Linked DNA regions of Mus musculus: all the other regions are linked to region 1. The links are chromatin contacts, called in public Hi-C, HiChIP or PLAC-seq and promoter capture Hi-C maps. All regions are on one chromosome and are shown on one strand. Each heading gives the region's core, a stretch centred on a gene start, on an enhancer-like site or on the middle of the called end of the contact. The rest is flanking DNA. Distances are from core to core; before and after follow the strand shown. Region 1 holds the start of Pef1 (penta-EF hand domain containing 1). Region 2 holds the start of Tmem234 (transmembrane protein 234). Region 3 holds the start of Nkain1 (Na+/K+ transporting ATPase interacting 1). Region 4 holds the start of Tmem39b (transmembrane protein 39b). Region 5 holds the start of Khdrbs1 (KH domain containing, RNA binding, signal transduction associated 1). Region 6 has its middle 19 kb from the start of Khdrbs1. Region 7 has its middle 32 kb from the start of Ptp4a2.

Region 1 (3,439 bases), core at 686-3,185:
TCTAAGCTTAGAGCAGGTCTTAGATGGGGCCCAAATCTGTCCTTTAAACAAGCTCTCAGGTAATTCTGATACAAACCAGCCACTAAAAATATGTACTATGGGAATGCTTTCCCAACCTGAGCTCCCGTGGAACACCAGCTTGTCACAAAACAATGAGCAGACGTAATTCAAAACAGATGGGGTAGGGTGGTCCCTGGTTAAGAAAGTTTTTAGGACTATGACGCATTCTATGACTTTCTGGGAGATTTGCAGTGAGCATTACCACGCTGTATTAACAGAGCAGTTCCCAAGCTTGCTTAACCACAGGATCCTCTATCAAGAGCACCCATTAACATCTCACAAAACCCAGCAAGTGGGGCGGAGTCTGGGAAGCCAGGCTGTGGTAGTTCTTCCTACTTGGAGCCCACACTGGCCTCTACTCACTTCTGCCAAGTATGCAATAAGTGGAATTCAAAGCTCTAACCCTGGCCTCACCCTCACCAGCTATGTGAGACCTCTAAGCCTCTCTGGGTTTGCTCCTCAGCTATAAGTCAAAATAATAAGCCCTGCATGCTTACAGGGTCTTCATATGGGCACAATGGGGGCCCAACTGCTGTGTGGGAGCCAGCAAGATGACTCAGTGGGTAAAGGGGCTTGCTGAAAGGCCCAAGAAGGTTGATCCCCAAGACCCACATGATAGAGAAAAAAATAATTCCTGTGCATGTGCACATGTGTAGCCGCCCTCTCCCCACCCCCAACACACACACAAAGTAAATGTAAGAAATGCTATATAAACCACATAGGCCTTTAAATATCTTTTAGTCTGTGACTATGGCCAATCAAAGCTTGGTAATAACCCATTTGACTTTGCATTCCACTTTCCATACATGAGACTAATCTCTTAAACTACTCTGTGATCAGGACGATTATTTTGTCCAAATTATTTCGAAGTGAGGGGCCTGCTTTGAAAACTCCTACAAAGTGATGTTACACTTTACCGTATAGCATAGCATATGCCTACAGGAATCACATCGTTCTTCCTAATAACTCTGTGAGGGGTGGACTCTTACTACTTGGTCCATTTTATGAGAGGAAACTGGATCAGGAAAAAAAAAAAAAAAAAAAAAAGACTTAAAACTAATGCGGCAAAGATCTGGCTCCACTTTTAACTCAAAACTGCATTTGGCACCTCTATGTCACCTAATTCTGGCCACAAAATAAATCACACTGAAATGATGTTCCCGGCTGGTTCAAGGCAGGCTAGAAAGGAAGGAAGAAGCAGTTGCAGACAACCCAAGTTCTGACCTTGGCTCTGCTGCCTAACTACTTGGTAACTTAGATAAACTCCATATCTTCTCTGGGTTTCACTTTTCCTACGTGTGAAAGGACGCTGGACAACCGTGAGGGGTGTAATCTCACTTCTGGTACCTCCTACCACTGATTGTCCCGAGATTATTCGGTCGCAGGACGGTGCTGAGAGAGTCGGGCAACTTGTTTTTATCAAGTTACGCCCAGAAAGACTCCAAGGGAAAAAGAGCTCTAAACGCCTCGAGAGCACAGAGGACTCCGCCCCACGGAGACCTGAGTTAAGCACCCTGGTCCGGTTCAGCCCGGATCAATTCACAGCAAAACCCCCAAAGCCAGTTTTGCGCAATATAAACAACCCCTCGAGTGGTCCTATGTGACGTAAAACGAGCGCGACGGACTGGCCCTCCTGTTTCTCGCTCACACAGAGTCTTGTTGAAGTAAACCTCTGCGTGAAAAGGCTGCGGATCAAGTGGGGAGAAAGAGCCGAGGATGGAGAGTGGTACCGGATCTATAGACAAGCCCAAATATTGACGCAGGGGCCACTACAACTCACCTGTCCGTTTGGATAGCTGGCCATGGCGGTTATGACGTCACACAACTGTGGTAGGCGGAGTTTCCTGCTCCCAATGCCGCTCCTGGTTGGATTTTGGGGCGGGTCCGATTGTGATTGGACGGACAGGCTGTCAATCTTCCGGTCAACAAACGGAAGTCACAGGCGGTGAGCTGGTACCTTACAGAGGGCTGGGTAGGAGTGTCCGGAAGTGTTGTTGACCGTAGTGGCTCGTTTGTTTTTATTTTTCGTGACCTGCAGCGGACCTCGGGCCTGGCCAGCTGTAGTTATCTAATGGGGAGACTTGGTCAGTTGTTTCTGTGGTGGCCATATTATAACCTGGCAAGGCCATATTATAACCTGACGCATATTAGTTACGTCACTGTCGTGATCACTTTACTTCTAACGCCCAGGCGGTTGCCATGGCTACTGAGAACTTAAGCCTTTCCTGGAATGCAGGTGCCATTTAGAACGTGGGTACTAAACAGACCCGTGGACAGTGGAGAAAGGTCAGACCGCCAGAAGAGAAGGAAAATTAAGATGTCACGGTGCTCCTATCTTTATGTATGGGGAAACTGAGGCTCAGAAAGGCAATGACTTAGTTACCTAAACTCACAGTGAGTTCCTCAGCAAAGTACGGCCTAGAACTAGTGTCAGTAGATGACTAGGTCTCAACAAGGAGGTTTTATTCCCTCTGTAGGTCAAATCACAGTTCCTAAGTTACCAACTTTCCTGTACTTGGCTCTTGGGGTTTAGGTTCTAAACTTGGTTGCATGTTTATTTGATTAGTTACATTCCCACGTGGCCGGGCCTGGTGGCACATGCCTTTAGTCTCAGCAGGCAGAAGCAAGCATACATACATAGACAGTTCCAGTCTAGCCATGGCTGCATAATGAGGCTCTGTCTCAAACAACAACAGCAGCAGCAGCAACAACAAAAACTCTCATGTGGACAAGAATTGTGTTTGATTTGCTTATAATTGTATCCCCAGTATCTACAGTGCCAACACTATACTTTTTAAATAAAAAGTCCTGAGCTTTCAATCTAGCCAGGCACTTTCCACAGTCCCACTGCTGATCGTGGTACTGGCCATAGGACAGTCTGCAAAGCACGGTCCTCATCCTTACCTGCAGAGGAAGACAAGTCTGGTGATCCAGTTCCTTCGTGATCTGGCCCAGCCTTACCCACCAGCGCCCCGCTGGCTTATTTCTTTGCTCAGCTTCCCCCTCAGCACTGGCGTTAGTGAGCAGATCCTGTTGTTCGTTTTCTTTTTTAAACAGTTTCTAGCTGTGTGATCTTGAAGAAGTCATTTAACCTCTCTGAGTCACAGTTTTCTGGAATACAACTTAGGAAAATGCTAACTTAAAAATGAACTAGTCACAGCCTCTCACACTCAGGGTTACAACACTCATTCATAAAGACCAATGGCCTCTCACATCTACTCCTCCTGTCCCACCCTCTCTTTAACACCTCCCCCCATGGCTCCCAGCTCATTAGCCACTCCTCTCAGTCCCTCCAGTACTGCCACTGTGTCGCAGTCTAGCCCAGCGTAAGAATTCTCTGATCATTTCCACAAAACTCATCCTTCCTGTCTCAGAAAAT
Region 2 (3,439 bases), core at 697-3,196, 510 kb after region 1:
TACTAGAATCTACAAGACACAAGGAGAACCTACTCCTAAAACCTGTCCTCTGACCAAACACACACTGTGACACATGTGCACACACAAAATAAATTCTAATAGAAAATGAAAACAACCATCAAACACACAGCAAACGTATCAGGAAAACCCCCTCCTCCCAGATGATAAAGGACATCACCACTTAGGAGACCACAATGAGCCTCCTGCTGCCGCCGCCGCTGCACACTGACTCGCCTCACTGGCCCTGTGACCCACAGAAGGACCAGAAACCGGTGCTCTGCCTCATTGACAGGTGCAAGGTCTTTCAGGTTCCCTTCGTAAAATATGGCGTCCACCCCAGAGAAGACCCGAGCCAGAGACCCACCTGTTGATGCCAAAGTCAAGTAGTAGAGAAGGGATCCACTCTGATTGAGGAGAAAGGGCATCAGGTACTAGAAAGAGGAGAGACCTGTCAGGGGCTGCCTGCGTGTGCAACGGCTTTCCCAGTTCTCAACCTTCCTAATGCTGCGACCCTTTAATCCAGTTCCTCATGTTGTGGGGACCCCCCAACCATAAAATTATTTTCATTGCCACTTCACAACTGTAATTTTACTACAGTTATGGACTGTCACGTAAGTATCTGATATGCAGGATATCTGGTGTCAGACCCCTTGCCAGTTGTTACCCAGTTCGAGAGTCCCTGTTCTGGCTTGCACCTTCCCACGGGGGTTGGCATGGTTACAAATGCTCAGGGACCGCTCATGTGTTTGAAGACCCCTTAGAGCAAACAGAGAAACGCATTCAATGTACTCTATTGCCTTAAATGCCCTCTCCCTCGTCATGGCCAGTTCCCATCGTCCCTGCTGGTATAAGGCCTTGAGTGACAGTGTTACCCCTTCTAAGTAGCCCACTCCATGTCCTCCAGCTTCATCTCTCTGTACAGAATTCACACAGTACTATAAATATAGTACCTCTCTCCTTCCCCCTAACCCTCAGAGTAGGGCATATCTAGCTAGCTTACATAGGCAGCCATGGGCAGTTCTCGATAGCTTTCCTTATGTTCTACCCCAGGGCAAGTTGAGCCGAAAGAAAGCTCAACTTGGTGATGATGACCTTAAGAGTAGTCCTGGAGCCTGGCAGTGGTGGCGCCTTTAATCCCAGCACTCAGGAGTCAGATGCAGGCTGATCTCTGAATTCGAGGCTAGTGAGTTCAGGGTAGCCAGGGATACACAGAGAAACCCTGTCTCCAAAAACAAACAATAAGCAAAAATAGTCATTGATTGAACATGTACCCTGTACTAGGCCCAATGCTAAGTGTTTTATGTGTCTTACTTGAGTTCTTATATCAGCCCTATACAAGGGTTATCATTAAATTTTCCATTTTTTTGACGAAACAGACTCACAGAGGATAAATGACTCTTCCAGGAACTTCTAGTGAGTAAGAGATGGGCTGGGAATACGGCCGACCTATGGTGAAATTTTCAGGGGCTCGTCCGTGAGAGCTAGACGCACCTCAGTATTCCCGAAGAGAGCCTTTATCTCCTGCAACAGCTGCCAGGCCCACGTCCGCTCACGCACTTGCTCCAGGCCGGAGGAGGCTCGCTTCAGCAGCGGCTGCGTGCCACCCCACAGTGCGGCCACCAGCACCAGAGCAAGCACCTGCCCTGAAAGCAAAGGGTCAGAAAGTCACCCGGGTCCTCCTCCGGCCTCCTGCACCCTGCTGCCCGGCTCCATCTCCCTCCCTCCCTCTTCCCGCCGGGCTGTGATCGGTCGGGAGGACCCGCCCAGAGGGCGGCCGAAGTGAGACCAGGGTGCGTGGCTCAGCATTCCTGAGGCTCGGGGATGCCAGGAGACTGAGAACAGAGCTCCCGAGCCAGAGTCGGAGCCCGCGGAGGTGGGGGGCCCGGCTACCCACCCCAGGACGCCGCCATGAAAACGCCAGGCCCTTCTACTTCCGGGAGCGAGAGGGCGGAGCCCCCGCATCCGGAAGTCGTCCCTAGTCTTTTTCCGGTCCCACTCACATTGCCTCTCTCCTCGCGTCACCGCCAGGATGGTGAGTTCCAGGCGCGGCGTGCTGCCGTCGGGGGGCCTCAGTAGGCATGGGACGGGGTTCCCGGCACTGACACCCCGGTTCTGTCCCCACAGAAACCCATCCTGCTGCAGGGCCATGAGCGGTCCATCACGCAGATCAAGTATAACCGCGAAGGAGACCTTCTCTTCACCGTGGCCAAAGACCCTGTGAGCGACTGCGTGAGGGCGGGCGGCCGGGGGTCCGGGGCGGGGGGCCCGGAGGGGGCGAGTTCGCGCCGCCCGGACTGCGGGTGGACAAGGTTTACTGCCTGCGGGAGGGAAATTTTTCTGATAAGTAGGGAAAACCAACCCCATACCGCGGTAGGTTGGCGACAGCATTCCGCCAGGGAAATCTGGAAGGGAAGGGTACCTAGCCAGGGAGAAGAGAATCAGGAGACTGGAAGGGAGCCCAGGGACAGGACAGGACAGAATCAAGTGGTCTGTTCAATCCCACTTTGTTTCCTTTGGGGATTGTCTTTTGAGGCATTTGCATTGGAGGCAATAAACTGATAGTTAACAGTGGAGAGTTAAGTCGGAGCTTGAGATCTGAGCCCTAACTCCTGCTCCTACTAAGCAGTGTGACTTTGAACATGACATTTACCTTTTCTATAAACCACAGTTTTCCCTTTTAATAAAACATGGAGACTTTAATTAGCTCCCTCAGCAGAGTGAGGTCATTTCTGTAAATCGTTTTGCACTGTACCCGATGCATGTAAGTCACTTATTTTAAGTTTCATAGACATGGTTTCATTGGAGCTTCACAGCTGCCCTTTGAAGAAAGCTGTTGACAAGAGTGGGGTATCTGTCCATGGTGGCCAGCACACCTCTCCATCCTCCTGCCTCAGCCTCCTGGTCTTGGGAATACAAGTGTGTGCTACCACACACAGCCCCTCCCAGTCATTTTTTTTTTTTAATGTATGTGTGTGTAATGATTTTGTTTATTTTATGTGTATGGGTGCTTTGCTGCATTGTATGTCTACATAGCATGTGAGTGCCTGGTGCCTGTGAAGGCCAGAAGAGGATATCAAATCTCCTGGAACTGCAGATACAGATTGTTGTAAGCCATCATGTGGGTGTTGGGAATCAAACCCAAGTCATCTGGAGGAGCAGCCAGTGCTCTTTAAGCTCTGAGCCTTCTCTTCAGCTCTCCTAGCCATTTAAAGGAAGGGAGCTCTGTATTTAAGATCACACAGTGAGCTAGTGACAAAGCAGTGGAGCCCATACATCCTTACTGTCATCCGGAGTCAATTGAACAGGACCCGAAAGGTTTTTTTTCACACTGCAACTCAGGTTGGCCTTTACCTCTTCTGACTCCAGACAAAAGCACATGAGGATGCTATTGGAGGCCTGGCTCTTCTACAGCTTATGTTAGGAAAGGAGGAGAACCCAG
Region 3 (3,439 bases), core at 537-3,036, 470 kb before region 1:
GGCCTGGGGAAGCCAAGGTAAATCACCAAACCGAGTCCTCATACTGCTCACAGGAAGCTAAGAAGGTTCTAGAATGAGCTATCATGGAGGTATCGAAGGCTGGAATGAGCCAGAGAGGGGATTTCCCTGGGTGACCAAGGGTCAAGGAGTGAGGCCTCAACTAAAACACTAAAGATGAAACAGCGTCCACTGCACTGCACATAAGGATCTCAGAGCAGAACAACCTTGGGACTCAGAGATGGCTTTTTGTGAAGACACTTGCTACTGAGTTTGAAGACCTGAGTTTGATCACTGGGACCCACATAGAGGAAGCTAACTCCTACTCATGGTCCTCTGAGAGCCACAGGGTGCTCTAGCATGTGTCAACCTAAACACAGACATACAACATAAATAAATAAAGAACAAACCTAAAAGCAGAGAGGGGCCAGAGGGCGTGGAAGCCTGGGATTTAGTAGGGCAGGATTGAAATAAATGACCTTGGACAGAGGGTAGCTCAGACTTGGAGTGAGGTGGCCAGGCCTTGGGTCTGTGGCATTTGGGACATTCAAGAGCCTGGCAGAGCTGGTCAGAGCCTAGCAGAACCCAGTCACTGTAAGGAGAGAGGCATCATGTGTCCAGTGCTTGGGTCGGTGAGGGCTTCTGAGCACACTGTCAGCATGGAAGAGAGAACTGACATGGGCTCACCCGAAGCCTCCAGGGGATCCAGTGGGGACCGGGCTGGCGCTTCCTTTGTGGGAAACAGGACTCTTTGGAGACTTTGATAAAAGCTGGGTCCCAGTCCCCACGTAAAGTTATGCTCTGGGTATAGAGTCTGGGACAGACTCCAGGAAGCCTAGCTAATCATGGAAACTGGCTGGACACAGCTGCCATTCCCTAACAGTGGCTGAGAAGAGTCCCCACTGTTATCCCAGTTGCTTTTTGGTGGTGTGTGCGTGTGTGCATGTGCTTGTGTGTGTGTTTAGTGTGCGATGGTTGATTCTGGGAATACCTGGGGGGCCTTTTGTTTTGTCACTGTTGAGAGTACTAGGATCAAATCCAGGGCTTTTCTATCCACTTGTCTTGCGTGTTTTAAAACGCGTTTATCTGGAATTTGGGAGGCTGAAGCAGGAGGATCTCTGAGAAGCCAAACTGGGGACCGGACTATTCCGGTCCCTGAGCTATGAAGAGTCAAGAGAACGGAAGACCGCTTCAAGCGCACTCTGGCTTTCATAAACCCAAGATATACCAGGTTCTGAAGGAAAGACAGAAAGAAGAAAATGTGGCCGGGAAACCAGGAGGGCTGGCGAGCTGGGCTGAAAACTCAAATGAAAATAAAGGGCAAAGTTGGAACTCCAGGGTAGGGTGGCTCCAACTCCCTCAGCTGGCCAAGCTAAGGGCTACTGTTGGGTTTACAGGACTGCATCCAAGAGACTTTTTTCCTACTTTGCCCCTGAGGCCCCTGGGCGGGGGTGGTCCAGAGAGGTAATGTGATCTGCCCAAGGTGACACGGCTAAGGAACAGCAGTCTGGACGCGACCCAGAGCTGCCAGCGCGCAGGACCCGCACTCTTCCACTTCGCTCCACGCCCCTCCCCTCCCCCGCCCCCTCGCTCTTCCGCCCCTCCCTCGCCTCCCTCCGGGGTGGCGGCCGAGCCACGTGGTGGGCCGGGAAGCGGCGGCTGCCGAGCGCCCGGGCGGCTGCCCCAGCTGGGCAGTGCTGCACCGCGCCGCGCTCGGTGCCTGCGGGGGCCGCTGCGCGCTGGCCGGCGCCGCGGGCGGGAGGTGTGCCGACGGCCGGCCGCAGACAAAGGAGGCGCGGCGGAGCCCGCGCGGACCGGGCGCACCATGCACTTGGGGTGCGGCCGGCCGGCCGCGGCTCTGGAGACCCGGCCCTAGTCGCCGGCCCCACCGCCCCGGGGCGCCATCGAGACGACGCGGCCCCGCGCGGCGCGAGGAGGAGCCATGGGCAAGTGCAGCGGCCGCTGCACGCTGGTCGCCTTCTGCTGCCTGCAGCTGGTGAGCCGCGCGGAGCGGGGTGGGGCGGCGGCGGTGCGTGGGCGCCACCCGGGGTGCGGGGTGGCCGGGCGGAGTCTGCCCCGCGCGGGCCGGCTTGTCCCTTTGTGTGCGCTCCTCGCCTCAGCCCCGCGCTCGCGCGCACGGTCCAACGCTCCCGGGTTGCACGCGTCGGTTCGCAATGGGTGCGTGGGCTCCCGCTGGGGGGCTGCGCCCCAGGACTGTGGCTCCCTTGGGGCTGGGGGTGTGTCCGAGGCTGGTCTGTGTACTCGGAGAGGTCCCTGCCCGAATGTTCCCCTCCAGATCGCTGATTCCGTGGGTACCTCATCCCTCTGGGCTCCGCCCCTGTGAGCGTTTCTCACAAAGTCTCTTTCTGCTCCTGTATTATGTCTCTGGAATGTTTTTAGATCTCTGGCCATTTCTGCTTCTTGTTTGGGTGGTGGGACCTGAGACTCTTTGAGAACCCTCGGCCGTCCTTTGTGCTGCTTTCCTGCCTCCCAGCACCCTCCTGACTGGGTGGCCAGGGATGGAGAACTACCTCCTTGAGGGGGGTGATCAGGAATTGATGTATCACGGGCCAGCCTAACCTGGCAGGCACCGGACTCACTCTGTGGTTCTCTTTAGTCTGACCACCGAGTCCTCCAGCGTCCCATGAGCCATCTGTTCTATCAGCAGCGGGTGAGGTGGGGTCAGGTAAAGAGTTCCCTGGTCCCATTGGATGAGGACACTTGAGTGTCTTGGGAAGAATCAGAGCATCTCGGGGCTCTGTGCTGGCCCCAGTTTGGGGGAAAATGAGGTCTTTAACTGGAGGGCAACAGAGTGAATCCGGAGGCTAAGAGTAGCTGAGGTCCTTGCCTATGTATTGGGAGGGTGATAGAGAAGAGACGGGGGTCTCCTGCCTCCCTTGGAACTGTGTTATGCTTCTACTCAAGACACTGTTGTGTAGGAACTGCTGATAGCATCGGGTCTGTGGAGGAGCCTGGGGCCTCATTCCTATGGGTCCCGTGGTCTGGATCTGCCTTCCGGCCAGCACCTGCTCCTCCCCACAGGTGCGCAGGGTGGTGGGAAGCTTTGAGTGAGATGTGCTGGTGGCCTCTGTCCTCTCACCTTTCCTTGAGTCACCGGCCCTGCGGCGCCTGCTGTTCACAGCATCGTCCTCTTGGGCCATGCTAGAACCTCCTCTCCTCCCACATTGGTGTGTTGGTGTTTTGCCCCTCAGAAGGCCACCTGGTCTGTCAGGCGTCATTCTCAAGGACGGCAGAGGGGCTTAATCACCACCAGGTAGGATGGAAACTCCAAAAGGGCAGAGACAGCTCATTTTGTTCCTGCTAAAACCCCAGCAGCTGGGCAGCCCTTGACACCTCATTAATATTTGTAAACTAAACGAAGAACTGGTTATTTGGCAGATCTGGGCTCACAGTAGAAATATTCTCCGTTTTCTATTTTTAG
Region 4 (3,439 bases), core at 240-2,739, 410 kb after region 1:
GTTTCAGGACAGCCAGGGCTACACAGTGAAAACTTGTCAAACAAAACAACAGCAGGGCTGGCTTGATGGCTCAGTGGGTAAGAGCACTTACTGCTCTTCTGAAGGTCTTGAGTTCAAATCCTAGCAACCACATGTGGCTCACAACCACCTGTAATGAGATCTGACGCCCTCTCCTGGTGTGTCTGAAGTCAGCTACAGTGTACTTATATATAATAATAAATCTTTGGGCCCCAGTGAGGGGGGTTGACTGGTGCGAGCACAGGTCCTAAAAATTCAATTCCCAACAACCACTTGAAGGCTCACAACCATCTTTACAGCTACAGTGTACTCACATAAAATTAAAAAAAAACTTAACAATAATATAAAGATTGCTTATGAGGCTGAGAATATAACTGAATGATAGAACACTTGCCTAGCCTGTATGAGGCCCTAATTTTAATCTCCTACCCTCACCCCCATAGACTGCTTATTAGTCTTGCAAGGGAAGAAATTACACTAACAATAACAGTAGCTACTTGCTTCCTCTGTTAAGTGTTTGCCAAACATGATGGCTAACACTGATTAAAACAGGTACTACATGGATTGTCTCATTTAATCTTCCATGCCTACAAGATAATTTGTGCTTGCATTAGGTTTGATTTCCATCCCTGAATAAATCTGTCATAGTGAGAGTAATAATTCCGACACTATGAAGCAGGATCAGAAATTCAAGGACATCCTCTAATCCATAGCAAATTCAAGGACAGCCCAGGCTACCAGAGGCTCTGTCTTAAAAACCAAAATCAAAGGGCTGGCGAGATATCTCAGCAAGTAAAGGTTCTTGTAGCCAAGCCCGATAGCCTACGTGTTAGGCTACATGGTAGAAGAACCAGTACTACTACCAGTTGTCTTCCCAAGTCCACTGCTCTGCGCATCCCTCCCTCTCTCCGGCACACCAAATTCTAAAATGTTAAGAACCCTAATAGGCGGTTATTATTAATACCCATTAACACTATTTCGAAATTTGAAAATGGCAGGCACAGGTTCTTAGCTAAGGTGGTGGCAGTGAAATCAACAGTGGAGAACATGAGAATCAAACATGAGAAATGGATAGAGTTTAGGGTCATCAAGATGAGGCCAAAAATTGGATATAGAGTTTTGGAGGAAAGGGGAAGTGACTCGTAGATTTTGACTGGGGTGGGCCAAAGCACACTAAAGCCTAAGAGTTCTGAAAGCCCAGTTTGGGACTCGCTGAGTATGAGGTGACTGTGTTGTACAAAAACAGGACTTCACTAGAGGCAAAAGGCCGCTCTGGTGTCCTCCTCTAAGTCAGAACAGGGTGAAGAAACACGGGAGGTGGGTTCGCCCGCTCCAGAATCTCTTGAGCAGCAGCTGCGGGAAAGGCGTGGGGAAAGGCAAGACAAAGAGCGTTAGCACAGCTTTTGTCCAAACGGCCCCTTTAAGAAGCGCGCTCCCGACTCCCAGCCCGCCTAGCATGCAAATTGAGCAGCCGGAGGGAGCGTGCGGCTGATACCCGGCCCGGGCTGCGGCGGTTAGTCCTCTCTCGGCCGCCGTCGCCTCCGACATATTGCCCGCAGGAGCTGCGGCGGTGAGCGGAGAGCGCCGGGGGAAGGAGATGGGTGAGCAGAGCTGGCTGGGCTCGTTCGGGGGTCGCGGGATAGCGGGGAGCCTGGCTGCGAACTGCCTCCCCACGCGGACCGGAGTCGCGGGCAGGGGGAGGGGGAGGGGAAGGGACGCGGCGCAGGCGGGACCCCGCCCCTCCGGTCCTGAGGGGGCGGGTCACCGCTTGGTAGGCGGAGCTTCCAAAAGGGAGAGGGGCTCGGAGGGGCTCAGGCTTTCTTTGGGGCACACAATTCTCCTGTCTGCAGATGGGGGCCGGGCACTCTGGTGGGAGGGGCTGAGAGCTTAGGGTTCGCCTTTTGTGATTGCCGGTGGGGGAGAGAATTTTCTGGACTATAGGGGTTTACACTGAGAGCGGTGGGGCCGCAGGGACACCTAGCCCACCAAGGGAGTCCATTCCGATTCAAGCTTCCAGTCCTAGAGAGCATTGCCCGGCTTGTGGGCGGGGTCTTGGGGTTGACAGTTGTGTGTGGGCGGGGTTTCTGGGCTAGGGGCTTTATGTGGGTGCCGAGCTTCTAAAAGATAGTGGGTGTGGGCAGAGTTCCTGGGCTGAGGGTGTGTGTTGGGGGGGGGGGTTCTAAACCAAACCAAATATAACAGCGTGTGAACAAAGCTTCCGGTTTGGGGCTTGAAGTCAGCTTTCTGGACATGCATATTGTGAAGAGCTGTCAGAAAACCTTCAGAGATAGGAAAGCTTGGGCACCGTGTGTATGAATGGAGGCTACTGTGTTGCTGTGAGGAAGTTGAGGAAGTTATAACTTCGATTAAGGGTTTGGGAGCTAAGTGCAGGATGCTGCCTAGGATCTTAGGCTAGACTACTAAGCTTAGGGAATATAGTTTTGTAAAATCTTAAGTTTGAGATTCCCAACCACAGCGCTCTTTCTAAGGCCATTCTGACGTTAAGGCCAGGCCGTGGGTCATTGAGTTAGATCTCAGGGCCCTGGAGGGAAAACTTGTCTCAAACCTGACCAGATTGTAGCGTCTGGAGACTCAGATCCAGATAAAATCCAGCAAATACCAGCGCTGAGCAGCTCAGGACTCAGGCTCTGAAAATCTTACCAAACTGGTCCAGTGAACCGGATTAAGGGAACTGGCAGTAAAAATAACAGTCTGGTAGCACATGCCTGTCATCCTGTCATCCTAGCATTTGGGAGACTGAGGCAGGTGGGTTGTGAGTTTGAGGCTATTCTGTGCTACTTAGTCGCTTAAAATGTGAATTCACGCCTGGCGTGGTGGCGCACTTCTTTAATCCCAGCACTCAGGAGGCAGAGGCAGGCAGATTTCTGAGTTCGAGGCCAGCCTGGTCTACAGAGTGAGTTCCAGGACAGCCAGGGTTACACAGAGAATCCCTATCTTAAAACAAAACAAAACAAAACAAAACAAAACAAAAGATAATCTCAGAGAGTGAATTGTGGGAAAAAAAGGTAGAAGCCTGGCAGGTGCAATAACCCACCTGTAATCAGTCCCAGTACCGGGGAGGCAAAGCTGGAACCCTGAGGCCAATCAGTTAGTGAAATAGTGAGCTCTGAATTCAGAAAGAACCTTGGTAAGCAAAGAGCACAAAGGAAAAGACATTGACTGGGCAGTGGTGGCTCACATCTTTAGCCTCAGCACTTGGCATCCAGAGGCAAGCAGATCTCTGAGTTCAAGGCCAGCCAAGACTACAGAGTGAGTTCCAGGAGAGCCAGGGCTACACAGAGAAACCCTGTCTCAAAAAAACCAAAAAATGAAAAAGAAGGGTTGGGAGGCTGGAGAGATGGCTCAGTGGTTAAGAGCACTGACTGCTCTTCCAGAGGTCCTGAGTTCAGTTCCCAGCAAC
Region 5 (3,439 bases), core at 538-3,037, 370 kb after region 1:
TATTCCAGTATTCTGAAGATTAAGACTGAGTTGTTTTGAGTTCAAAGCCACTCTGGGTTAGAGAGTGAGTCACTGACTCTGCAGTGAAAACACGTGTTAAGGAAAAATGAAAGTATTTGTCTTTTTGAAAGAGTGCAGGGGGATCCCTTGTGAAGGACCAGCATTCAGAGCAGGAGTACTAGGAGCTCTGAGAACTAGGCAGCCAACATGGGCTAAGGACTGGCCCTGGAGTCACCGTTTTACAGAATAAACAGAAGGTGGCAACAAAACAATTCAGTCTAACAGGTGCTAGGACTGCAGTTTGTCAGAGACCTAATATAAGATGCTTCTTAGTTTGTTTTTGGGGGACAGGGTGGCCTGTCCTAGGTGGCCTGTAGCTGTGCTGTGTATGTAGGCCAGACTTGTCTCAAACATGAGGTAATTCTGTGGCTTTTCCTCCTCAGCGCTAGGATGCATAACCACCTCATCCCCTTAGTATGGCTGGACATGAAGGCCTCTATGTGCAAGTAGAGGTCAGAAAACTTGGGAGAGCTGGTTCTCTCCTATTTTGGGCCTGGGGCTAGAACTCAGGTTGATAATAGTCCCCTCCACCCCCAACGAAATAAGCTAATTCAAGAATAATTTTTTTTAAAAAGGCATATCTATTTGGAAATGGGTTCCCGGGTGAGTCCACCAGCCTCAGAGGTCGGGGGCAGAGTATGGCTGGTACTTTTTTGATAGATTGTAGGCGAAGAAAATGACAAGTCTACCACAAGCTGGGCTTGTGCCCAGGTATGGTCATCTAGGGTGGGGCTTGGGTGGCTGGTGACTAAAGATGAGGATTAGTACAGTCAGGAATTCAGGACTGGATTTTTTGGCGCCTTTTTGTGTTCTGAGGCTTTCTGAGTAGGCGGGGTTGGAAGGAGAGAGAGAGAGAAAATTTGGAATTTACCGGGGATGAGTGGGTGGGGAACAAGCCAACAAGCCGGGGACTCCAAAAACAGGTGATAAGCAGCATTACCAGTTGACCCGACCCCAAATGCATCTTTTAATAATTCTCTCACTAGTTTTGAACCTGCTCTAATGGAAATCTTGCCGACTGACTTCCTGGATGCCCTACTTGGGTATGGAGGGAGCCCTTTTCTTCCGGTCTTTGCGTCTCTGACTGACCCCTTCGACTCCTTCTGAGTTTCAGTTCTGCAACACACAGCATTCCCCATTCCTGGCTTCCCTTTCGCACACTCATCACTTATCTCTGGGTCAGCCTCCTCCCTCCCACCACGCCCGCCCGCATCCCCATCTTCCCATCCCGTTCGCTCGCGCAGTCTTTCCCTCTCTTCCGGCTTCACTTGGCTCTAACCCTCGCGTCCCCCTCTCTCCAGAAGCGTTCTTTTCATTTCCCGGTTGGAGGGGCGGCCCCCGATTCCACTCCGGGGCACCGCTCCCTCGGGGACCTCCCCAGGCTCGGCCGTTGAAGGAGGCGTGGCGCACGAATAACAGGTCTCCTGCCGCACACTCCGCGGGCCCGAGCGCAGACAAAGACATTCCACGGCGCCCGCCCCCTCCGCGCACTCCGCCCGGGGGAGGGGGAGGGGAGACACGTGTACCGCTAGCGCCGGGTCACGTGGAAAAGAAAAAGAAATGAAGGAAGGCGGCGGGCGCCCGCGCAGGCGCCCTAAGCTCGGAGCCCAAGCGGGGAGGCGACGTCTTCAGTCGGCGCAGGCGCCGTGGTCCAACTGGGGACTTTGTTCTCCGCGGAGAAACTCAAGGGCGGTGCCGGTAGGCGCCTGCGCACGCGCGCCGCCTCATTTCCGGTGCTCTCTCGCTGGGTCGCTCGGGTCGGCTTCGGTCGCTGTCGCTCCTGTTCTTCCACCCCCGCCAACCGCCGCTCGGGCCTCAGCTGCCGCCGCGTCGCTTCCTCGCTCGTTCGCTCGCCACCCATCATCCCCGATGCAGCGCCGGGACGATCCTGCCTCGCGCCTCACCCGGTCCTCGGGCCGCAGCTGCTCCAAGGACCCGTCAGGTGCCCACCCCTCGGTGCGTCTGACCCCGTCTCGGCCGTCGCCGCTTCCTCACCGGCCCCGGGGAGGGGGAGGTGGGCCCAGAGGAGGCGCTCGGGCCTCGCCCGCCACCCAGCCGCCGCCGCTGCTGCCTCCCTCCACCCCTGGTCCCGACGCGACGGTGGTGGGTTCCGCGCCGACCCCGCTGCTGCCCCCGTCAGCCACAGCCGCGGTCAAGATGGAGCCGGAGAATAAGTACCTGCCTGAACTCATGGCCGAGAAGGACTCGCTCGACCCGTCCTTCACTCACGCCATGCAGCTGCTGTCCGTAGGTAAGCGGTTCTTGGCGGGTCCTCTGGGTCTCCCGGTCCTGACTGTGGGTGGCCGCCGCTTTGTTCTTGCTCCCACCCCCTCGGAGCCCGGGCATCGAGAGTTGTCATCTCGACCTGGCCTTCGAGATTCTGCACCCACAGTCCCACCCGGGCTCAGGGTGTAAGGGAAGATTTCTGAGCCACGGACGAGGCCCGAAGAGGACTCGCGATCTCAGAGCGCGGAGAGCTTGATGGATAGTACCGTGCTCCCGCCCCCTTCTCCTCCCGTAGTAGTTGCCCCGCGCGCCAAGGGCCGGCTCTTAACAGAAATGAACCTATTTCTCCCCGCTTTCCCAAAGAGGAAACATTTGGGGGGGGGAATCGCGGGTGATGGAGACCTGGGGTGTAAGGTAGAGATAGCCGGAATGCCGGTCCCGCACAGCGCATCTACGGAGCGGGGCGGGATTTAGCGGGAACTCGGGTTTAAGTTCATTAGAGGTCGGGGCGACGAGAGAATCCGTGAGCTTGAGGTTTTCTCAAGCCAAGCTTTCCATTTCGGCCTGTCGAGTAAGAATTGCTGCAGACCCGGATGGTTTCTCTGTTTTATTTTGAAATGTGTTTCTGAAGTTATGCAAAAGTGTGTGTGTGTGTGGGGGGGGGGTTGTGATAGCCCAGGAGACCGTAGAAAGAAATGATAGAGGGAGGTAAGGGGCGGCAGGCAGGTTCTTTTGCGTGAGATGAACGAGAAATTGGTCTTTTTGTTTTAGTTTTTGCTGGAGTAGAGATAGTTTAAGAATGGTAGTCTTTGTTCTCTGATTGTAGACTATGGAGCTCTCTTCTCCGGACTTGAGCGACTTAGATATTTTTCCTTATTCAAACCGCCGCCTGTTGTTAGACATGGTTTTAGTATTTTTTATGATATCGAATTTTTTTTTTTTTTTGATTTTGGTTTTTCGATACAGGGTTTCTGTATAGCCCTGGCTGTCTTGGAACTCACTTTGTAGACCAGGCTGGCCTCGAACTCAGAAATTCGCCTGCCTCTGCCTCCCGAGTGCTGGGATTAAAGGCGTGCGCCACCACTGCCCGGCTGATATCTAATTTTTATTAAGCATCTAATACCCACAGTCTGTCCTACTGGTTGAATAGTTG
Region 6 (3,439 bases), core at 427-2,926, 350 kb after region 1:
GCTGGAGAGATGGTACTGACTGCTCTTCCAGAGGTCCTGAGTTCAAATCCCAGCAACAACATGGTAGCTTACAGCCATCCCTAATTAGATCTGATGCTCTTTTCTGGGGTGTCTGAAGACAGCTACAGTGTAATTACATATAATAAATAAATAAATCTAAAGGAAGGAAGGAAGGAAGGAAGGAAGGAAGGAAGGAAGGAAGGAAAGAAAGAAAGAAAGAAAGAAAGAAAGAAAGAAAGAAAGAAAGAAAGAAAGAAAGAAAGAAAGAAAGAAAGAAAGGCAGGCCGGCCAAGCAGTGGTGGTGCACGCCTTTAATCCCAGCACTTGGGAGGCAGAGGCAGGTGGATTTCTGAGTTCGAGGCCAGCCTGGTCTACAAAGTGAGTTCCAGGACAGCCAGGGCTGCACAGAGAAACCCTGTCTTGAAAAACCAAAAAAAAAAAAAAAAAAAAAAAAAAGAAACCATGTCTCAAAAACAAACAAACAATAAAAAATTTTAAAAAGAGGGCTGGAGAGATGGCTCAGTGGTTAAGAGCACTGACTGCTCTCCCAGAGGACCTGAGTTCAATTCCCAGCAACCACATGGTGGCTCACAGCCATCTGTAATCGGATCTGATGCCCTCTTCTGGTGTGTCTGAAGACAGCTACAGTGTACTCATATAAATAAAATAAATAAATCTTTTAAAAAAAATTTTTTAAAAAGAAAGAAAATGTTCTACAAAGAAATGATATAAGTGAATTATATGCATACAGAGCCTGAAAAGACCAGAAGGGGGAGCCAGAGCCCCTTGGAGTTACAGATGATTAGGAACTGTCCTATGGGTGCTGGGAATAGAACCTGAGTCCTCCAAAAGAGCAGTGAGTGCTCTTTACCACTGAACCATCTTTCTTTTATTTCCTTCCTTCCTTCCTTCCTTCCTTCCTTCCTTCCTTCCTTCCTTCCTTCCTTCCTTCCTTCCTTCCTTCCTTCCTTCCTTCCTTCCTTTCTCTCTCTCTCTCTCTCTCTCTCTCTCTCTTTCTTTCTTTTCTTTTGGTTTTAAGAGACAGGGTTTCTCTGTATAGCCCTGGCTGTCCTGGAACTCACTCTGTAGACCAGGCTGGCCTCGAACTCAGAAATCCACCTGCCTCTGCCTCCCGAGTGCTGGGATTAAAGGCATGCGCCACCATTGCCCGGCCAACCTTGAACTTCAGATCCCTCTGTTTGTTTCTGCCCCTGGAATTACAGGCCTTTGCCACCATGCTTAGCTTTTATATTTTCTTTAGGTTTTCTCTTCTTTTTTTTCCCCCCCAACCCCCTTAAACAAAGGTTTGATAAACTTTAAGGAAGGAATCTTTTGGGGTTTTTTGTTTTGTTTTGTTTTTTTGTTTTTTGTTTTTTTGTTTTGGTTTGGTTTGGTTTTTCAAGACAAGGTTTCTCTGTGTAGCCCGTGGCTGTCCTAGAACTCTCACTGTAGACCAGGCTAGACTAGAAAGAACTCAGACATTCACCAGCTTTGGCTCCTGAGTGCTGGAATTAAAAGCATGGGCTAGCTCTTCCAATCTCTTTGGCCTCGCCGGTAGAAGCAAGATGACAAAGGGAATGTTATCCTTTGGTAAGCGTCACAACAAGACACACACACTGTGCCTGCGGCTCCAAGGCCTACCACCTTCAGAAGTCGACTTGTGGCAAATGTGGTTACCCTGCCAAGCGCAAGAGGAAGTATAACTGGAGTGGCAAGGCTAAGAGACGAAACACTACCGGGCCTGGTCGGATGAGGCACCTAAAGATTGTCTACCGCAGATTCAGACATGGACTCCGTGAGGGGACAACACCGAAAGCCAAGAGGGCAGCTCTTGCAGCATCCAGTTCATCTTAAGGATTTCAATCAGTCATAAAATAAATGTTCTGCTTTCAAAAAAAATAAAAAATAAAAGCATGGGCTACCATGTCCAGCAAAGAAAAGAGTTTTAATTGCTTGATTTGAGCTTTAGCATAGTAATTCAATAGTTTCAGAATTAATCAGCTCATTAAGGTTGACTTGAACTTTTATGAATTACAAGTATATTTCATAGGATATTGAAAATGTTGTATAAAGAAATCACAGGATTCAAAAAAAGCATACCAAGTTTTACAGTATGAGCTATAATCTATGTAATAAATCTAGCTGTAATCTATGTAATAATCTATGTAATAAATCTATATAATTTTAGGGGGTTATAGCTCAGTCTTGGGTTTTAAATCATCAAATTGGTCACATAAATGTTAAAGTATTATCCTCAAGTCAGAAAGTAGATAAAGGATAAGACAGAGAAAAACAAAGTGATTTTCACAGTTACCACATCACAATATTCAAATATTCATTGTAAAAAATCCACAAAAGCCAGCCAGCTGTGGTGGTATGTACCTTTAAACCCAGCACAAGAGAGGCAGAGATAGGCAGATCTTTTATGAGTCCCAGGCTAGCCTGGTCTACATAGTTAGTTACACAGTGAGATCCTGCTCAAAACCAACCATGTAGTGTCTCAGAAATGAGTACCAGACTCTAGTTAAGCTTGTTGTAAAACCTGTGTGACTCCACAGAGCACCTCAGGGAAATCCTGCCTAGAGTGAGTGTAGACTGTAGTGTAGATGACAGTTCTGCTGGTTCAAATTCACTCTGGCTGGTACTCAAAGGATGCTGGGGGCTGCTGGTACCCACAGCATGGTCAAAGCCACCATACTCAGTTTCAGTGGCTTCCTGTGGTACTGGAAAAGGGCATGGTAAATCTGGACCGGGTCTTCTGAGTTTGACAGTGTCCCTCCTCCACAGCTGTGTGCCCATATGCAAGCACCTGGTCAGGACAGGTGTCAAGACCAAAGCCCTGCCTTATCTGCTGTATACCAGGAAGTGAACTGACTTTGTACATGGCTGACTGGCTGTCCTGGCCTCAAGAAAAGGAAACGCCATGATGATCAATCAGGCTCGTTGAGAGGCTGGTGATCTATGGGAGGCTTCAGCCTCTTCCTCCCTTGGCTTGTGCATCATCTAGTTGTCCAGTCAGATAGTAGAACAGGATCAACACCTTGTGCGGGGTCCAGGGATGGGTACCTCAGAATCACAAGTGTTCTAAGGAGCTTGTCTTGGGGGAAATGTCCACTTGTAAAGGTAGTAAGCCACTAACCTGAGCCACACAAGCCGCGCTGATCTGATAGCCTGTGACTCTGGAGGTCAGGGTGAATGCAAGGAATCAGCTTAGTGGGGTAGAATCGACTAACCAGTCCCATCATTTTATAAACCAGTTCTTTTTGAAAGTCCCTTTACAATTCTAGAAGGCTGGCAAATTGGTCATTAGGTAAAAGTGCTGGTTACCAAACCCTGACAATGGGTTCAGTGCCTAGAACCTACATGCTACGAGGGAAGAACCAATGCTTGCAAGTTGTCCTCTGACTCCTATGTGCATACATAAATGCCATTGTGTGTG
Region 7 (3,439 bases), core at 511-3,010, 320 kb after region 1:
ATTGGGCATGTAACGTTTGCTCATCGCATGCATCACTGTCTTGCCTGCCTTGGTACAGTTTAAAAAAAAAAAAATCAGTGCTGAAGATCAAACTCATGGCCTTGTGCCTCCCAGGGCTTACAAGCAATTGTACATTTCTTGAGGAAAAGGCCCCATTTTCTCTCTTTGTGTGAGGTGGGGTGGGAATGAAGCTGGAAGATGTTTTGTGCATAGCACAGACTGGAGAGCCATGGATTGTTGGTCCAGTACTCAGAATTTCAGCTTTCTGGGAAGAAGAAGAAGCTTGCCTGTGTGATTCACTCCTATATCTTCCAGGCACACAAAGAACCCTTGATAAACAAACATTGAATAAAATGGCTTCTCACAGCCCTGCCCAGTCAGTGCCTGCAAAGGCCAGTCAGACAGTTGTGAGCTACCGTGTGGGTGCTGGGAATTGAACCCGGGTCCTCTGGAAGAGCAGTCAGTGTGCTCTTAACCCACTGCCATCCTATTTTTCTTTTGAAGAAAGAAAATCTATCCCTCGGTATTGTGTGCTATGACAAAACACTATGACCAATGGTGCTTATAAAAGACAAACACTTAGTTAACTGGACTTGTGGTTTCAGAGCAGTAGAGTCCCTGACGATGGAGTAAAGGTAGCAGGAACAGCTGAGAGGTCACTGAGCCACAAGCAGGAGGCAGAGAGCACACTTGGAACATCAAAGCCCACCCCCAGCGATGCACCTCCTCCAAGACCAACCTCCTAATCCTTCCCAAGCAGTTCCACCAACTGGGGACCAGGTGTTCAAATAGATGAGCCTGTGAATTCTAATTCAAACCACCACACCCCCTCCTCAACACTGAGCCTGTCACATGACCTAAGGCTAGCCAATCAGAGACAGCTGTCTATTTGTCACAGGAACTGAAGGCTCGATCAAATACAACCAGAACTGAAACTACTGGAAAGAGCACATGACTTTTCCATTGAGGAAGCTAAGTAAAGAGACTATAAGACAGAGAAGAGTCTCACTAGGCATGAAGCACACATACAAAAAAAAGGTCTGTTCCTGACAGTGTCTTTGAGAAAGTGCAACTGGCTATGCCCAACACTAAGCCCTTGGCTTTTCTAGTAAAAACCATCAATTCAAGCTAGAGAGATGGCTCAGCATTTAAGAGCACTGACTGCTCTTCCAAAGGTCCTGAGTTCAAATCCCAGCAACCACACGGTGGCTCACAACCATCCGTAATGAGGTCAGACACCCTCTTCTGGTGTGTCTGAAGACAGCTACAGTGTACTTACATATAATAAATAAATAAATAAATAAATAAATCTTTTATTTAAAAAAATCAATTCCCTTTGTTTGTTTTTGTTTTGTTTTTAGCTTTCTTTCTCAACTTGAACCCAATTTCTGTCACTTAGAGCCAAAAGATTCCTGGGTAATATTAAGGTTCTCTAGACAGAGTCATAGTGGATGTCTACCTGCACCCTGTAACAGTCTCCCTGCGAGCCCACAATGATCCTCTACCCAGAGAGCAGATGAACAGTTACATAGGTGCCACCCAGCCCCCTTCCCCAAAAAAGCAGACAGGGTTCAAAGGTATCCAACCAGACTCTCCCTTCGGGGACTGGAGTTGAAGGTTAGAGATCTAGGTAGGCTGCAGGTTTAAGCAAAAGGGTTATGAAGTTCCAGAGTGGGAGAAGGGCATGTTCTCAGCACTGCAGAGAAGCTGGTCTGCTGAAGGACAGTAAAGAGGAACCTGCAGAGTGAGAGCCCGGGGGGGTCACGGTTTCCCAGAGTGAAAGAAACAGAAAGGGCGAGACACGCAGCTTCCACATTCCTCACGAGACTAATTACTTCTCCTCTCAGGCTCCAGGAGACTTCTTTTTGCTCATAAATCACCTCCAGACCAGTCCTCCTTAAACTTAAAATAGCCGACTGCTGTTTGTGTTTTTGTTTTGGGCGGCCAGGAGAAGACTTTAGGCTACACACAGTCACAACAAGGTTTACTGCTGAGCTCTCTCTCTGCTCATGAAACTGGGCTCAGTGATCCAGACACCCAAACATCCAATTACAAGCTTTGGACCCCGGTCCAAACACCTGGATTCACAGTGATGGATCCCTCCTCTGTAAGATGATAACAGCACCGATCAAAGACTCAGAGAGGTAAGGGTGGATGGGAGCTCCGAGGGCAGAGGAGCCATGTGGCCAGTGCAGAAAGGCGAGGCCCAAGGCTAGAACCAGTTCTCTGGTAGGGCCCAGCAATTACAAGAAAAAGAAGCCTAAAGGGACACACTTTTCCCTCTTATTACCTTTTCAACTCATTGGTATCAGGTTTTCAAAAGCGGCAAGGAACAAAGGAAAGTTCTAGAGCTCCATTCTAATGATCTCATCAGACTAGAGAAAATACACAGGCCTAAGGACAGTCACTGCATTAGTGTTGGTAGGAAGGAAAAACTGCAGGTGATTTAAATGTTCAACACTGTCCCTTGCTTTGTCTGTATCGTAAAATGTCACAGAGATAGGGAGGATGATTGGTGCAGTGGCACCCTCCTGTACATCCCACCTTAGAAAGGTAGAAGTGGGAGTTCAAGACCAGACTGTCCTTAGCTACACAATGAGATCAAGGCCAATGAGACCTTGCCTGAAAAAATAAAAATGAAACAAACAAACAAACAAAAGATATGGAGGAGAAAAAATACAGTATTTAATTTTTTAAGTATCATGCTGGGTGTGGTCTAAAGAGACAATTCAGTGGTTAAGAACAGTTGTTGCTCTTGCAAGGGACCTTGGTTCAGTTCCCAGCACCCACATGACAGCTCACAACTCTTCATAACTCTAGATTTAGGGGATCTGATGCCTTCTTCTGGCCTCTGTGGGCACCAGACACATATGTGGCATGCATACATACATACATACATGTATGAACATGGGACTCGTACTCAGTGGTTAAGAGCATTAGCTGTTCTTGCAGAAGACCCAGGTTTAATTTCTAGCACCAACATAGAAGCTCACAATTGTATATGATGCCCTCTATTGGCCTTAGCAGGGACCAGGCACACATGTGCTGCACATACATACATGCAGGCAGCAAATCACCCATACACATTTTTTTTTCTATGTAGCCCTGGCTGTCCTGGAACTCACTCTGTAGACCAGGCTGTCCTCGAACTCAGAAATCCGCCTGCCTCTGCCTCCCAAGTGCTGGGATTAAAGGCGTATGCCACCACCACCACCTGGCTCACATTTTTTAAAAACAAAAAACAGCCTGGCATGACAGTGCACACCTTTAATCCCAGTGCTTGGGAGGCAGAGGCAGGTGGATCTCTGATTTTGAGGCCAGCCTGGTCTACAGAGTGAGCTCCAGGAAATCCAAAACTACACAGAGAAACCCTGTCTCAAAAGAAATCAATACAAAACAAAATAACTCATACACATAAAATTAAAATAAATAGTTAGGC

What was found. A called contact is a pair of places that touch in the nucleus more often than the background predicts. HiChIP or PLAC-seq counts read pairs in DNA pulled down with a chosen protein or histone mark. Capture Hi-C pulls out chosen DNA fragments and counts their contacts.
Region 2: a promoter capture Hi-C map of liver shows a contact between it and region 1. The contact joins the promoter of Tmem234 here to the promoter of Pef1 in region 1. A contact is called at or near these places in 1 of 39 promoter capture datasets (pre-B cells), 1 of 484 Hi-C or Micro-C datasets (pro-B cells), 3 of 115 datasets of contacts at active chromatin or transcription factors (bone marrow-derived macrophages, embryonic stem cells and pancreatic cancer cells) and 1 of 9 other capture datasets (liver).
Region 3: an H3K27ac HiChIP or PLAC-seq map of embryonic stem cells shows a contact between it and region 1, with 2.7 times the contacts expected there. The contact joins the promoter of Nkain1 here to the promoter of Pef1 in region 1. A contact is called at or near these places in 1 of 39 promoter capture datasets (liver), 7 of 115 datasets of contacts at active chromatin or transcription factors (embryonic stem cells, epiblast stem cells, pancreatic cancer cells and 1 more) and 1 of 9 other capture datasets (pancreatic islet).
Region 4: a Hi-C map of pre-B cells shows a contact between it and region 1, with 2.7 times the contacts expected there. The contact joins the promoter of Tmem39b here to the promoter of Pef1 in region 1. A contact is called at or near these places in 23 of 39 promoter capture datasets (the 3T3-L1 cell line, 3T3-L1-derived adipocytes, the C10 cell line and 16 more), 1 of 15 datasets of contacts at CTCF or cohesin (large pre-B cells), 22 of 484 Hi-C or Micro-C datasets (B cells, CD4 T cells, the G1E-ER4 cell line and 16 more), 16 of 115 datasets of contacts at active chromatin or transcription factors (SST interneurons, T-cell acute lymphoblastic leukemia, bone marrow-derived macrophages and 11 more) and 3 of 9 other capture datasets (adipose tissue, embryonic stem cells and liver).
Region 5: a promoter capture Hi-C map of adipose tissue shows a contact between it and region 1, with 4 times the contacts expected there. The contact joins the promoter of Khdrbs1 here to the promoter of Pef1 in region 1. A contact is called at or near these places in 14 of 39 promoter capture datasets (the 3T3-L1 cell line, the C10 cell line, cranial neural crest and 8 more), 2 of 484 Hi-C or Micro-C datasets (embryonic stem cells and erythroblasts), 26 of 115 datasets of contacts at active chromatin or transcription factors (CD4 single positive thymocytes, the SCID.adh cell line, T-cell acute lymphoblastic leukemia and 17 more) and 3 of 9 other capture datasets (adipose tissue, liver and macrophages).
Region 6: a contact with region 1 is called in an H3K27ac HiChIP or PLAC-seq map of microglia, with 4 times the contacts expected there. The contact joins the enhancer-like site here to the promoter of Pef1 in region 1. A contact is called at or near these places in 9 of 39 promoter capture datasets (the 3T3-L1 cell line, the C10 cell line, cranial neural crest and 6 more), 7 of 484 Hi-C or Micro-C datasets (the C2C12 cell line, CD4 T cells, the G1E-ER4 cell line and 3 more), 10 of 115 datasets of contacts at active chromatin or transcription factors (astrocytes, craniofacial prominence, double positive thymocytes and 5 more) and 3 of 9 other capture datasets (adipose tissue, liver and pancreatic islet).
Region 7: a Hi-C map of bone marrow-derived macrophages shows a contact between it and region 1, with 28 read pairs. The contact joins the enhancer-like site here to the promoter of Pef1 in region 1. A contact is called at or near these places in 9 of 39 promoter capture datasets (the 3T3-L1 cell line, the C10 cell line, cranial neural crest and 5 more), 1 of 15 datasets of contacts at CTCF or cohesin (large pre-B cells), 39 of 484 Hi-C or Micro-C datasets (B cells, the C2C12 cell line, CD4 T cells and 28 more), 28 of 115 datasets of contacts at active chromatin or transcription factors (the HPC-7 cell line, the NIH/3T3 cell line, astrocytes and 21 more) and 3 of 9 other capture datasets (adipose tissue, liver and pancreatic islet).

What each region holds. Positions count from the first base shown.
Region 1 is chr4:130,106,052-130,109,490 of GRCm38.p6, reverse strand. It overlaps Pef1 (penta-EF hand domain containing 1), which reads right to left and starts at 1,935. Exons shown (of 5, transcript NM_026441.4): 1 at 1,841-1,935. The coding sequence starts at 1,864. Gm40258 (a long non-coding RNA gene) reads left to right here and starts at 1,373. Exons shown (of 2, transcript XR_868200.3): 1 at 1,373-1,890.
Region 2 is chr4:129,599,187-129,602,625 of GRCm38.p6, reverse strand. It overlaps Tmem234 (transmembrane protein 234), which reads right to left and starts at 1,946. Exons shown (of 5, transcript NM_029748.3): 1 at 1,895-1,946; 2 at 1,492-1,643; 3 at 365-431. The coding sequence starts at 1,910. It overlaps Eif3i (eukaryotic translation initiation factor 3, subunit I), which reads left to right and starts at 1,978. Exons shown (of 11, transcript NM_018799.2): 1 at 1,978-2,032; 2 at 2,125-2,217. The coding sequence starts at 2,030.
Region 3 is chr4:130,572,383-130,575,821 of GRCm38.p6, reverse strand. It overlaps Nkain1 (Na+/K+ transporting ATPase interacting 1), which reads left to right and starts at 1,786. Exons shown (of 7, transcript NM_025998.4): 1 at 1,786-1,993. The coding sequence starts at 1,940.
Region 4 is chr4:129,694,895-129,698,333 of GRCm38.p6, reverse strand. Tmem39b (transmembrane protein 39b) reads left to right here and starts at 1,489. Exons shown (of 9, transcript NM_199305.2): 1 at 1,489-1,619. The coding sequence starts at 1,616.
Region 5 is chr4:129,740,651-129,744,089 of GRCm38.p6, reverse strand. It overlaps Khdrbs1 (KH domain containing, RNA binding, signal transduction associated 1), which reads left to right and starts at 1,787. Exons shown (of 9, transcript NM_011317.4): 1 at 1,787-2,311. The coding sequence starts at 1,930.
Region 6 is chr4:129,760,043-129,763,481 of GRCm38.p6, reverse strand. It overlaps the pseudogene Gm12967. Among named protein-coding and RNA genes, the nearest start is that of Khdrbs1, 19 kb to the right of the region's middle. Within about 2 kb of position 1,676, at least 68 of the 459 cell types and tissues checked have an H3K27ac peak or open chromatin away from gene starts, as enhancers often do. A contact at or near this core is called in double positive thymocytes, effector CD8 T cells and microglia, where this site is marked.
Region 7 is chr4:129,787,247-129,790,685 of GRCm38.p6, reverse strand. No RefSeq gene overlaps it. Among named protein-coding and RNA genes, the nearest start is that of Ptp4a2, 32 kb to the left of the region's middle. Within about 2 kb of position 1,760, at least 72 of the 459 cell types and tissues checked have an H3K27ac peak or open chromatin away from gene starts, as enhancers often do. A contact at or near this core is called in B cells, the G1E-ER4 cell line, the HPC-7 cell line and 8 more, where this site is marked.